Linked DNA regions of Sus scrofa: region 2 is linked to region 1. A link is a contact called in public HiChIP or PLAC-seq data. All regions are on one chromosome and are shown on one strand. Each heading gives the region's core, a stretch centred on a gene start, on an enhancer-like site or on the middle of the called end of the contact. The rest is flanking DNA. Distances are from core to core; before and after follow the strand shown.

Region 1 (6,903 bases), core at 1,477-3,976:
AACACCCCTGGAAGCTAGACGATCTTGGAGAGATGTTTCAAAATTCTAGGACACCAGGCTATAAGTGAATATGTAGATTTGAGACATTTTCAGATGCCCAAAATCTGGAAAGGTTGTATGTCTCGTGTCTGCTTTCTCAAAAAGCTGCCAGTCAAAAGAGCAAATGTGAGAAGAAAGGGGAAAGATGAGTCCAGGAAGGAAGGGCAAGGCAGTGGATCCAGAACTAGGACCCCACTCAGGAGAGCAGTGAGGAGGGAAGCCAGGAGCCTGGCAGGGCAGCCACCTGGATGGGGAGAAACCACCCCATTTTCCGGCAGGACTCCAGAGGAATGAGAGGAACCGATAGATTGCCTGATGGCTGTGATCATGTTTTACAGATCACTTGGCCTCTTTAGAAAGAATTAAAGAGCAGCAGAAAAAGATAACCAAGCAAACATGAAACGTAAGGCAAATATTAACTCTGGACACTCTACATACCGTATAAGAAAGGGAATATAATTGTGAGCTCAGCAGTGGACATTTCCACCGTGCTAATAATGAATATTCCTTTTTTTTTTTTTTCTTTTTTCTTTTTAGGGCCACACCTGCAGCATATGGAAGTTCCCAGGCTAAGGGCCCAAGCGGAGCCATAGCTGCCAGCCTATACCATAGCCACAGCAACAAGGGATCCGAGCTACATCTGCCACCTGCACCACAGCTCACGACAATGCCAGATCCTTAACCCACTGAGGAAGGCCAGGGATTGAACCTGCGTCCTCATGGATGTTAGATTCATTTCCACTGAGCCACAACGGGAACTCCAATAATGGATATTCTAAATACAGATTTAGTAAACAATATATAACTTCATTGGCAGCTGCAGGAGAGAGAACTGAGGTCAGAGGGGGAGGGGATGGGGGGTGTCAGGTAGCTAAACTTTCGCCCACCACAGCAGGACAGTCGTAGCTACCATCTGAAACTGACAAGTTGGGAAATAGCTGTATGTGTCTCTTCCTTAGAAACATCCAGTTAAATACAGAAAAAATAGAAGGGGCTTAGAAGGGTTGAAGATAATTGCCTTCAAGGAGCAGGATAAGGAACCCAGAAAGACTGAAATGTGAAGCGGGGAACCCTCTTATTTGTCTTAATCTTTCAGGGCTATTGGACTTAATGTGTGTATGTGTGTGTGCATGTGTGTGTGTGTGTGTGCATAGCACTCATAAATGTTTAAAATGCTCAGCTTATCAGAGAAGGCTAGGCACATTATAAAGAGGTTTCCTTCCAAAATGGCTGGCATTAAGAAGCACTCGTACAGGATGTAAGATGCGAGCTTCAGCTGTTTGAAAAATGCCGCGTGTGGCCCCCTTTGTCCTCCACGCTGAATCCAGGACTGTCCCCACAGCCCCACGCTCTCACTGCAAGATTTCCCCTCAGACTCCGCCTGTGCAGTGACCTGGGCAAACAGGAGCTATTTGTTCTGCATGTCTGAGCACTGAGTTTGCTCTAGGAAAAAGGTCTGTGCTTTTCCGTGGCAGATAAAGGATGTCTCCTACTTTCCCCTCAGGGACTTGGTGGGTTCAGCCCCCTGACCTTTGCCAAAAGCCAGACCTAGCTGCCAACCCCTGTGAGTTCTGGAACCTGCAGGGCCCAATTAAGACTTTTGCGGTCCTTTCCTCCACTGAAAAAATATTGTAAATGTTATTTGGTGACTCTGCTGGCATAAAGATTAGTATAATCCTGGGTGGATTCATTGCTATATATTCATTAAAATCTGTTTTTTGGGAGTTCCCATTGTGGCTCAGCGGTAACAAACCTGACTAGTATCCATAAGGATGTGGGTTCAATCCCTGGCCTTGCTCAGTGGGTTAAAGGATCCGGCACTGCTTGGCTGTGGCCCAGGCTGCAGCTCCGATTTGACCCCTGGCCTGGGAACATCCATATGCCACAGGTGTGGTCCTAAAAAGCAATAAATAAATAAAAATTTTAAAAGCATATGGACAACAAATTCCAGAAGAGTTATTTTTTTAATGTGGCTTTTTTTTTCTTCTGATTTTAAAAGCAATTAAACCAGTTTTACAAGCCCTGAGAAAAGGCAGGAAGAAGGGACCGCCAACAGCAGCGCTCTGCCACCCTCTGCAGGTTCTGGGAGCAAAGTTATCAAAAGCAAATAAATTCAGATGGGACAGAGTCATGGTCAAGTACAAGCGAGTATTTGTTAAGCAGTTATCGTGTGTGTCGTGCTGAGCCATTTGCAGACACATCTTACTGAGGTTCCTCAGCCTTCCTGTGAGGTGAGCCCCATGTCCACTGATGACTGGTGGCCCCAGCAGTTAGGTTTCATGCCCAAGTTCACCCAAGCAGTCAATGGCACCTGGGGATGTGTGGCCAGCCTCCTGGCTCTTCCCGCCTTTCCCTTCAAGCTTTCTGGTGTGTGTGGACAGGGCGCTGCATCTGCTCCTGCCACCCTGTGAGGCCTCCTTTCCCCACCGTACACTTGACCCTGCATGCAAATAAAAATAAACACCACTGTCCAAGAAGGATGAGGTCAGAATCAGAGGTACTGAAAAACTGCCCAAGTGCACGTGCCTTTGTACGTTCAGAGATTGGAAGGGTGTCGACATCCCTCTAAAAGATTTCTGATGGCCACGCTGTGTTCCTCTTTCGGTTAAGGTCAGGAGCTGAACATGGTGGCAAAGGGTGAGCCTCCTCCTCACGTGGTCCCGTTTTGCAGTGCTGGATTGTGACAGTGGCGCTTGCACAAGCGGAGTCGCCCTCCTCCCCCAGAGACCACTGCAGATGGAGTCACAGCCAGGCAGTGATTCCAGCTCCACCTCTTCTTCCTCGGCTCCTACCCATTTTGGTCTGAGAGAGGCACTCAGTGGGTGAGAGGAGGTATGACAATTTGCATTTATACAGGATCCCAGCTTTAAGTTAATTAATCAAAACACTTAGCTACCCTGACAAATCCTTCCCTGACAGCCAGAAAGCTAATCCCTGGTGTGCCTGGTTTGCAAGAATGACTTGGGTGGCCACAGAATCTTGCTGCCAGTCTCCTAAGCCTCACAGCCTGTCACCTGAGGAAATCATCTCAGTGGGAAGACTCATCCGCTTATTCCAGCAAAGTGATTTTCCTTTCCGATTTTCCTCCCTCCCACCCACCTCTGTACTCACTCCCCAAGCAGAAACAGGATGAGGGAAAAAGGGAAAAAAGGGAGTTCCCACTGTGGCTCACCAGTAATGAACCCAACTGCTATCCATGAGGACGCGAGTTCAGTCCCTGGCCCCGATCAGTGGATTGAGGATCCGGCATTGCCGTGAGCCGTGTTGTAGGCCCCAGACACAGCTTGGATCCTAGGTTGCTGTGGCTGTGGTGTGGAGGCCGGCAGCTGCAGCTCCCCTCCCACCCCTGGCCTGGGTACCTCCATATGCCACAGGAGCGGCCCTAAAAAAAGAAAAGCCAAAAACAGAAAAAAATCCCCCGGAAAAGAGATACTTTTCCCGCAGTAAATGAGAAACCAGGAGAGGATGGGTTGGGTCCCCTAGAGGGCTGAGCCAGGCCCTGAGACAATGCACACACAGCAGGCTGGCGTGTCCCCAGCTGTAGCAGCCTTCAGGCTTCTCACGGCACACTGCGGAAAGCTTCCTGGAAATGATCCAGTGAAGCAAAGGCAGGCCTGAGGCAGACCCTTGAGAAGAGACAGGAAGCTTCAAGAAATGAATAGCCTTGATGAATCCTGGGGTCCGGCTTCAAACTGTTCACCAAGGGTTACCTCAGAGATCTAGTTCAGAGAGGGAGGCCCTTGGGGATGCAGAAATACCCACTTCATAGTCTCCTGGAGGTTTGAGAGATGTGCCAACCAACAAGCAGGTATTTGTTTTATCAGACACACAAAGGGATTATAGAAAATACATTCTTAGTTTCAGCTACTGCATAAAATAAGTGAGGAGCTCCCTGGTGGCTTAGCAGGTTAAGGATACAGCATTGTCACTGCTGTGGCAAGGGTTCAATTCCTGGCCCAGGAACGTCCTCACATGCTGTGGACAAGATTAAAAAAAAAGAAAGAAAGAAAGAAATTAAATGATAGCCATGAGAGACCTCCAAGCCAAAAAAGAAAAAAAAAAAAAAATAGAGCAGAAAAGCCAGAACTAAGGACTTGAATCCCCTCTCAGCTTTCTGCTTCTCAGATTCTTCATGTGAAAAGTGGGGAAATTATAATGCTCATCCGCCAGGGTCCTGCAGAAAGATTACACATGATGGTAAATGGAAGAAAGCGCAAGGTCCACTTAGCCCCTTATCTCTAAACCCCCTAATTCTATGCTGTGGTGGCAGTTTAAAGGCTATGTCCCCAAGGAGTTCCCTTTGTGGCTCAGCGGTTAATAAACCTGACTAGGATCCCTGAGGATACAGGTTCGATCCCTGGCCTTGCTCAGTGGGTTAAGGATCCGGCGTTGCCATGAGCTCTGGTGTGGGTCACAGGTGTGGCTTGGATCCCAAGTTGCTGTGGCAGTGGTGTAGGCTGGCGGCTATGGCTCCGATGCAACCCCTAGCCTGGGAACTTCCATATGCCACGGGTGTGGCCCTAAAGAGAAAAAATGAAATAAAATAAAGGCTATGTCCCCAAACACAATTTGCCAAGGACTTTCCTTCAGTCTGTGTGCAGGCAGGCAATGGGAGGGCCACCAGCCCTGAGGAGCCGCCCAGCAGACATGAGAACCGACCTCCCAACCAGAATCCAGGGCAAAGCTCGCAGACCCACAGACACATCACATACACAGGTGTGATACACACTCAGGTAAATGGGGAAACATCACCTGACACCCTCGTGAGGGCTCAGATCAAGGCGACACAGAGGCCAAAACAGAGTCAAAGACATACACGGAAGGAGCACGATGTTGAGAGTGGGGGAGGGGATGTTTGCTCCAAAGCAGCATTCAGCCGCCATCCTGCTGAGAGAGGCGCCCCTCTGAATTCCAGGCGTCAAGCAAAGCTACCACTTGACCCTACTTTGCCCCTTCTCTCTTTATTCACTCCTCACCCCACCCACCCAGCCACACAGACTAAAACCCATCCTATACTTGGCTACTTCCCTCAGTTGGGGGAGGGGGAAGGTGTGGTGGGGTTGGGACCCTTCCCAGGGTTGGACCTAGAACTCTGTTCTGCAAACAGAAACCATCTGTGGGGAAGTGATTTGCGCCATCCATCGTCATTGCAATGAGCAGCATCTTAGGCATCACTGGTTTTCAGAATACTTTCTGCTGCCCTGGAAAAATGTGTTCACCAAGCCTTGAAATATTGGTTCTTGGTGTTGATCTCTGAGGTACCCACCCATCCATCCACCACCCATCCATCCATCCATCCATCCATTTATCTATCCACTCACCCACCTACCCATTCATCCACCCATCCATCCACAACTAGTCACAACTAACCTACTCTGTCCCAGGTTATGTTTAAATCCAGAAGATGGAGGTAGAAAAATAGGTTAAGAGGCGTGTTCATAGCTAGGGAAGTTTCATGCCCACTCGTTTGCTAGACTCAGAGTCAAGCTAACAAGAACAGAGGCTTAGAACAGACAAGATGGGTTGGGGAAGAGAGGGGCTATGAAGAGAGAGCTGGAAAGGAGGGGGCCTTCCTACTAGAAGCTTGGGAGGAAAAACACCAGGCGTGGCCTGGGAACTCAAGGAGGCCCTGCTGCCTGGCTGGGTGGGGTAAGCAGGAGGTGGTGCGTGTTAACAGAGGGAGTGCCAGCTAAGACAGGTTCAACACCTGTGATCTCCCGACTGACCCCACCCCTCACTCAGCAAGCAAGAGAGATCTGAGGGACAGGCTGGGACATGAGGCTGGGCTGGACTGTGGGGACCTTGAAGTTGGAGACTTGATCCTGCGAGAGGTGCCCTCTCTCTTGTGTCCAAGTCATGAGTCAGTCCAGGGGGATTTGGAGAGTCTGTTCCTGTGTTTCTTTTTTCTTTTCTTTTCCTTTTTTTTTTCCCCTAGGGCCGCACCCACAACATATGGAAGTTCCCAGGCTAGGGGCTGAACCGGAGCTGCAGCTGCCGGCCACAGCCACAGCCACAGCCACACCAGATCTGAACCACATCTGCGACCTGGCTCACTGCACCACAGCCCAAGGCAATGTGGGATCCTTAACGCACTGAGCAAGGCCCGGGATTGAACCCTCGTCCTCATGGATACTAGTCAAGTTCATTCCCACTGAGCCACAATGGAACTCCCGCTAAGTGCTTCTAAAATGTGCTCTCTGCCTAGCTTGCTTCCAGTGGCCCCAGGAATTCTGCCTCCTCCATCCTTCACGTCTCTTGCCCAGACATCAAATATCTACCCGTGTTCACTTCCTGGTTGTTTCTTGGTGGTGGTTTTTGAACTATGTGTGTGGCCAAGTTATAAGTAACTTATTTCATTTAAGAAGTCAAAACATGCTTACCCGCCTCGCCAGATACGTGGTGCTTATCTCCGATGGCACAAACACTGCCCCGTACTGTTCCTTCCGGTTGTGTCTCCCCGCGCAGTTAATCAGGAAGAAATCCACCCTTTGCAATGACCTCTTCTGCTGGCTCTCTTTCCTCCATGTAATTAGCTCCTTGTCACCTCCCGGAGTGTGGCACCAGCTCGTGTTAGGCCATCGAACCCAGAGTCCATCAGCAGCTTTCCACACAGACTCTGCTCTCTGGCCTCTGGCCAGACCCTGGGGCGGGGCCGCAGCCTTCCTGGAGGCGGAAGTGCTTGACGGAGACAATGGCCAGGGTAGAAGCCAGCCGTGAAGACTTTGGGTGTTGCCGATTCCCAAGCCATCCCCCAGATTATTAACTGGAAAAAGGGAAACTCAGTTGCCTTCCCCAAGTGTTTACCACAGCTGAGCCATCTTCACTTCCTACAGACGCTACTTAGCAACAGAAAGAGTGGGTACC
Region 2 (6,252 bases), core at 1,908-4,407, 340 kb after region 1:
AAATACAACAAAGAAACCTTTAAAAAATAAAAAGTGCTTCAATAAGAGTGAAGACCTTGCATCTCTCAGCTGTGCCCATGGGGCCACCAGCTGGTTCTAAAGTAACTGAAACACAAAGACTCTCTGTCAAGTGCGAATCTCTGTGAGCAGGAAAATGATGTACCTTACCGGTGTAGCTGCATTCCGTTTTTAGGTTTCACTCAATTGGCATTTTATAAGCAGGATGACTTAACTCCGGTTTTATTGAAGACAGAATATTTCCATAGGCTTCTTAAAACCACATAATTAAAGCCAGTTTTATTTAGAAAGCTAGCAGAATTTTCTCGTGGGTTTGAAGGCCTCCCACTTTACCAATGGGTCACTTCCATGTAATCCTTTGTTTTCAGAGTAGATACCAAAGGTGACTCTTGCTACTATATCCAGGAACACTGCTCTCATCACACAGGACACCATTAAAGGCTATAGCCTACGGACTGGTCAGAGAATTTGAGAGGTGGACAGAACCTACAGAGAACAGACAGAGGCAGTGAATGTGGGCATTGCTGGTCTACATATGATTGAGCCTCATTGAAAAATGACCCGGTGTGGCTGATGACATGTCCATTGAAGGATGCTGCAGAGTGGCTTCTTACGATGGTGTCATTAGGTCCAAATTAGAAGATTAAAATGTTCCAGGAGCTCCCAGATGTATGATTCTTAAATCTCCTGAATAACTGATAAAGTATTAATGGATTGGAATCATATTCATTTTTTATGGCTACTCTAACAAATTATCACAAATGTGATGACTTAAAGTAGTGGAAATGTATTCTCTCTGGAAGACAGTAGTTCTGACCTAGTATCACCAGACTGAAATCAAGGTGTTGCGAGCCACTCCCTTCAAAGGGAGAATCCTTTCATTGACTCTTCTTCCTACTTCTGGTGGTTCTTGACATTCTTTGGCCTGTGGCTTCACCACTCAAATCTTCGAGTCCAGCATCTCTAAATAATTCTCTGCTTCTTCCTCTCCTTCTCCACTACTCCTTTTTTTTTCTTCTTTTCTCTCTCCCCTCAACCCTCTCTCTCTGAAATATCCATTCCTCTGCCTCTCTTTTATAAGAACACAAGCGATGTGCTTTAAGGCCCCCCAGATAACCCAGGATAATCTTCAAATTAGGGTCCTTAACTGAATCACATTTGCACAGACAGTTTTTCCATATAAGGTAATATTTATAGGCTCTAGGGATTATTATCCAGCCTCCTATAGGCATACACTTCAAACTCTCTCATACACGTGGTAATACACAATGTTACCCACACTCTTTTAGGAGTCACCTTTGGGCAGCTTGGAGAACTCGAATTAAGAAGAACTTACTGAGCACCTACTCTGTGCAAAGTTGCAGAAACAAAACAAAAGGAGTGTGAAGCAAGATCCCTGCCTTGGAGTAATAGACAAATATGATTGGGAAGAGAAGAGTATTACACAAGTGAAACAGAGGAACTGTATAAGACAGACGATATTCAAATAGTACAGAATATAAATGCTATAAAGTTTCAACAAAAGGAGATGTTTCTTTAAAAGAAAATTTTGAAAGCAGTTTAAAAGCCTGCAGTCATAATGAGGTCATGTTTTTCACTACTTGGGCAACACCATATAAAATCAGTTGTAATACATACAAAATACTATTGAATAGAAAACTGAACAATAAAATAGCCTTAGGGACGTTATTGACTTTTGCAAAAGCTCGAAACACTATTCCTATATAGAATTGGTCACCTTCATCTTTAGAAAATCTAGTATTGATCATAATGTTGATGATTCTCTATAATGAGTGCAAAGTGGCTTGTTAAATAATTTTTTTTTTTTTTGGTCTTTTTAGGGCTGCACCCACGGCATATGGAAGCTCCGAGGCTAGGGGTTGAAATGGAGCTATGGCTGCCAGCCTACACCACAGTTCACAGCCATGCCAGATTCTTAACTCACTGAGCAATGCCAGGGATGGAACCTGCCTCCTCGTGGATCCTATTTGGGTTCATTGACCACTGAGCCTTCCGGGGAACTGCCAAGAAGTTTTTTAAAAAGTGCAAATTTCAAGGCTTTGAAGATCCTCAAATTTCCAGGAAATCTAATAAAAATAAGAGATATAATCGATAGCTATGTTTGTGCTTTTCTGGCTAAAAATTGTTGTTTCTATCATTATCTTCAGAACCAGAAATAAGAAGGCTATCAAGAGATGGTCTGAGTTTCAACATGATTGTCCAAAAACAAAACACAATAAATGAGAGACAGTAGAGAGAGAAGGAGAAGCAAAAGCAGAGTTACTATTATAGTAAGGGTAAAACAGATTTGAAACCAAAACAGTACAAGTAAGAAACAGGATTACTATGAGATGGTAAAACCTATACTGACACATACAGTAGTAACAATATTAAATCTAAATGCCTCCAAGAAATAAAGCAAATATCTAAAACAGAAGCTAATACAGGGGGAAATAAAAAGAAAAAAATATATATATTTTGTTTGTTTGTTTGTTTTGCTTTTTAGGGCCACACCCTCAACATATGGAGGTTCCCAGGCTAGGGATCGAATTGGAGCCACAGCTGCCTCATGGATGCTGGTTGGGTTTGTTAACCGCTGAGCCATGATGGGAACTCTCTCTGACCTTTTATTTTTTTCTTTTTAGGGCCACACCTGCAGCATATGGAGGTTCTCAGACTAGGGGTCCAATTGGAGCTGTAGTGGCTAGCCTCCGCCACAGCCACAGCAACGCAGGATCCAAGCCGCCTCTGTGACCTACACCACAGCACACGGCAACACCAGATCCTTAACCCACTGAGCGAGGCCAGGGATCGAACCCGAGACCTCATGGTTCCTAGTCGGATTCATTTCCTCTGCGCCACGTTGGGAACACCAACTTTTTTTCTTTTTCTTTTTTAAATGACTCTTCCAAATGAAGAGTTAACCACAGGTCAGCATTCCACATTGCACTTGGTAAGTGGCTTAAAGCAGACATCCACACTTTATCAGTTATCTATTGTTGGGTAAAAAACCAGCCCCAGATTTTGTGGTTTAAAACAAAAACAATGATTTATTTTGCTCATGAGTCTAATTTGGGCAGAGCTCAGCAGGGTTGCCTATCCCTGCGCGGCTAGTTTGAGCACTGGTGAGTCAAGATGACTCGCTCACTTGGCTCGCAGCTTGGTGCCGGCTTTGTACTGAAACTCAGCTGGGACTGTGGGTCGAGGCCCTCCTTGCTGCTCCACCTGGACCTCTGCACCGTGGTTTGGGCTTTCTCACAGCAAGGTGGCTCCCTTCTAAGAGCAAGTGTATAACTTGATACACTTATTTTGACCCAAGCAGACACTGTATTGCATTTTTATTTTAAACTTAGCCTTGGAGTTGGCATAGGGTCACTTCTGCCAGAGTCACAAGGCCACCCAGAATCACGGGGAAGAGTGTAGAGCTCGTCTCTCCATGGGAGGAGTGTCAGAGAAGAATGCGTAGGATGGTTAGGTTGGTACAGACGGATTAGGACAGCAAAATCTGCCACAAACACGTTTATGCATGGGACAATACAGACAGGAAGTCCTTGAGTGGAAAATGCAGTCACAAATGTAAAACAGAAAAAAATACCAGTTTAAAAACTTCCAGAAGGATGAAAAATTTTAAGCCCAGTGTTTGACAGGGCGAAAGGTGCATTGTAAATTGGTATACTTTTTTTTTTTTTTTTTTTTTTTGGAAAGCTGCTTGATAGTATTCATGCTCTGACACAATATAAAAATATTCTTGGGAGTTCCCGTCGTGGCTTGGGGAAATGAGTCTGACTAGGAACCATGAGGTCCAGTTCCGTCCCTGGCCTCGCTCAGTGGGTTAAGGATCCAGCATTGCCATGAGCTGTGGTGTAGGTCCCAGATATGGCTCGGATCGGGCGTTGCTGTGGCTGTGGTGCAGGCTGGCAGTTGTAGCTCCAATTCGACCCCTAGCCTGGGAACCTCAATATGCAGTGGAGTGGCCCTAAAAAGCAAAAAAAAAAAAAAAAAAAAATCGTTAATTCTTAGTACTAACAAGCTATCAGGAAACATGATGATTTCCATCCTGTATAATGATTACAGGAACAGTAAAGATGACAGCTTTGTAGACTTGGAAATATAAGTAAACATACACACAAGACTCCCCCCACACACACATTGAGTAACAAAACCGGGCAAAAATAGTATGCATAAAATATTAGAACTATGAAATATGTATACATATATACTGACAGATTAAAGTGAATATGGAGCAATGGAAATAGAATTTAGTGACCTTTGTGGTCTTCTGCTATAAATTTGCTTAAATGTATAGTATTGATATATAATTTTAAACACTGTATAAATTAAATATATCATAAGCTCCAACAATCATAAATATAGTACATTAAAGAAAGAACTCACAAAAATAGAACCATGCTACTTTATCATACATAGGCTAACATATACTATTATTACAAATGTTGGGGGAGTTCCCTTCGTGGCGCAGCGGAAATGAATCCAACTAGGAACCATGAGGTTGTGGGTTGGATCCCTGACCTCGCTCAGGAGTTAAGGATCCAGCATTGCTGTGAGCTGTGGTATGTGGTGTAGGTGGCAGACATGGCTCAGATCTGGCGTTGTTGTGGCTGTGGTGTAGGCTGGCAGGTACAGCTCCAATTTGACCCCTAGCCTGGGAACCTCCATATGCTGTGGGTGCGGTCCTATAAAAGACAAAAAAAAAAAAAAAAAAAAACCCAACCCCCCCAAATGTTGAATATTTAGTTAAGAATAATTTACTTGCCCTTTAGCGTTTAGAAGAATTACTGTTATAAATTGGAGGATCACTGGTACAACTTTAAATAAGTCTGTGGAAATTAATGATCACTCCAGCCTCTTATTTATTTATTTAGGGCCAGGGATCAAACCAGTGCCACAAAGTGACCCAAGCTGTTGCAGTGACAACACCAGATCCTTAACCCCCTGTGCCACAAGAGAACTCCTAACCTCCATTCTTTAAAATCCTGGTAGAACTATCTTTCTAGAAGACTGACTTGAGGCATAAACTATAAGAAGGAAAGACCTCCCCACCCACCTTGCCCAGCCCCTCAAAATTACAAAAACTATAAAGACAAATAATTTATCCATTGCTTGAAAATAACAAAATGTGCTACCAGTAAGTCCAAGTTTTTGAAAAAATCCAGAATTGCTGAAGACCTAGGTCATCCGATTAATAGAGCAAACATCAGCTTAAGACCTCGTGCAGATTGTAACCATTGGAAGGAACACAGTCATGCGGGTGTTGGTGGTGGGAGAGCTGGTGGGAGAGCAGTGGGGAGGGAGTCTGTGAGAACCGTCTCTACTTCCTGCTCAATTTTGCTGTGAACCTAAAACTGCTCTACGAAATAATCTCTCTCTCTCCCCCATATATATATATATATATATATCACACATGTAAAATACCCAACAACTAGACATCCTAGTGCATCACAGACTCTAGGAATGACTCAGGGCGTGCTGGAATGCTCTAAGCTCCAAGGTATTACATAAAGGAGCAGGAGGCTTCTTTGAGCAGCTGCCTTCTAAGGAGAAGGCAGTAAGAGCATTTACCTCAGAACACTTGGTGCAGAAAGGCAGAGACATTCTTCAGAGCACACATCTTCAGCTGGGGGTGTGTACTTATTACTCCCAGTGTGGTGAAAATTGGTTTGGGAGTGGGGGTGGGGTGGGGATAGAGTTACCAAAAACCCTCTTAAGGGAGTTCCCATTGTGGCGTGGCGGAAACGAATCCGACTAGGAACCATGAGGTTGCGGGTTCGATCCCTGGCCTCGCTCAGTGGGTTAAGGATGCTGCGTTGCTGTGAGCTGCGGTGTAGGTTGCAGATGCAGCTTGGATCCCACATTGCTGTGGCTGTGGTGCAAGCCAGCAGCTGTAGCGCTGAATCGACCCCTAGCCTGCGAACCTCCATATGCTGTGGGTACGGCCCTAAAAAGACCAAAAAAAAAAAAAAGTCTTAGTGCAATAATTTGTGGCCTTCCAAAGGACCACAGTAAATAAACCGATCTACAGCATACCTGTGTATAAAAATTCACTGGGTCCAGGCAGTGATGAGTGTCATTAGGAAGACATAATGAAAACAGGGTTGAGAAACATTGTTCCAGGGAGAGTAGGAGAGGGCTGGAGAGCTCCTCCCAGCTCCTGTGCCCTGGCCTGCCCAGAGTGGCCAGAGACAGCTCCCAGGAACAGAACCAATTCCCACAGAC

The links. HiChIP or PLAC-seq counts read pairs in DNA pulled down with a chosen protein or histone mark.
Region 2: an H3K27ac HiChIP or PLAC-seq map of alveolar macrophages shows a contact between it and region 1, with 4 times the contacts expected there. The contact joins two enhancer-like sites. A contact is called at or near these places in 1 of 47 Hi-C or Micro-C datasets (fetal heart ventricle) and 1 of 2 datasets of contacts at active chromatin or transcription factors (alveolar macrophages).

The regions. Positions count from the first base shown.
Region 1 is chr11:19,047,190-19,054,092 of Sscrofa11.1, forward strand. LOC110255759 (a long non-coding RNA gene) reads right to left here. Exons shown (of 3, transcript XR_002336552.1): 1 at 6,420-6,903. Among named protein-coding and RNA genes, the nearest start is that of RCBTB2, 31 kb to the right of the region's middle. Within about 2 kb of position 2,727, at least 20 of the 83 cell types and tissues checked have an H3K27ac peak or open chromatin away from gene starts, as enhancers often do. A contact at or near this core is called in alveolar macrophages, where this site is marked.
Region 2 is chr11:19,390,369-19,396,620 of Sscrofa11.1, forward strand. The region is part of intron 1 of LOC102161217 (a long non-coding RNA gene); the gene reads left to right. Among named protein-coding and RNA genes, the nearest start is that of ITM2B, 16 kb to the left of the region's middle. Within about 2 kb of position 3,158, at least 13 of the 83 cell types and tissues checked have an H3K27ac peak or open chromatin away from gene starts, as enhancers often do. A contact at or near this core is called in alveolar macrophages, where this site is marked.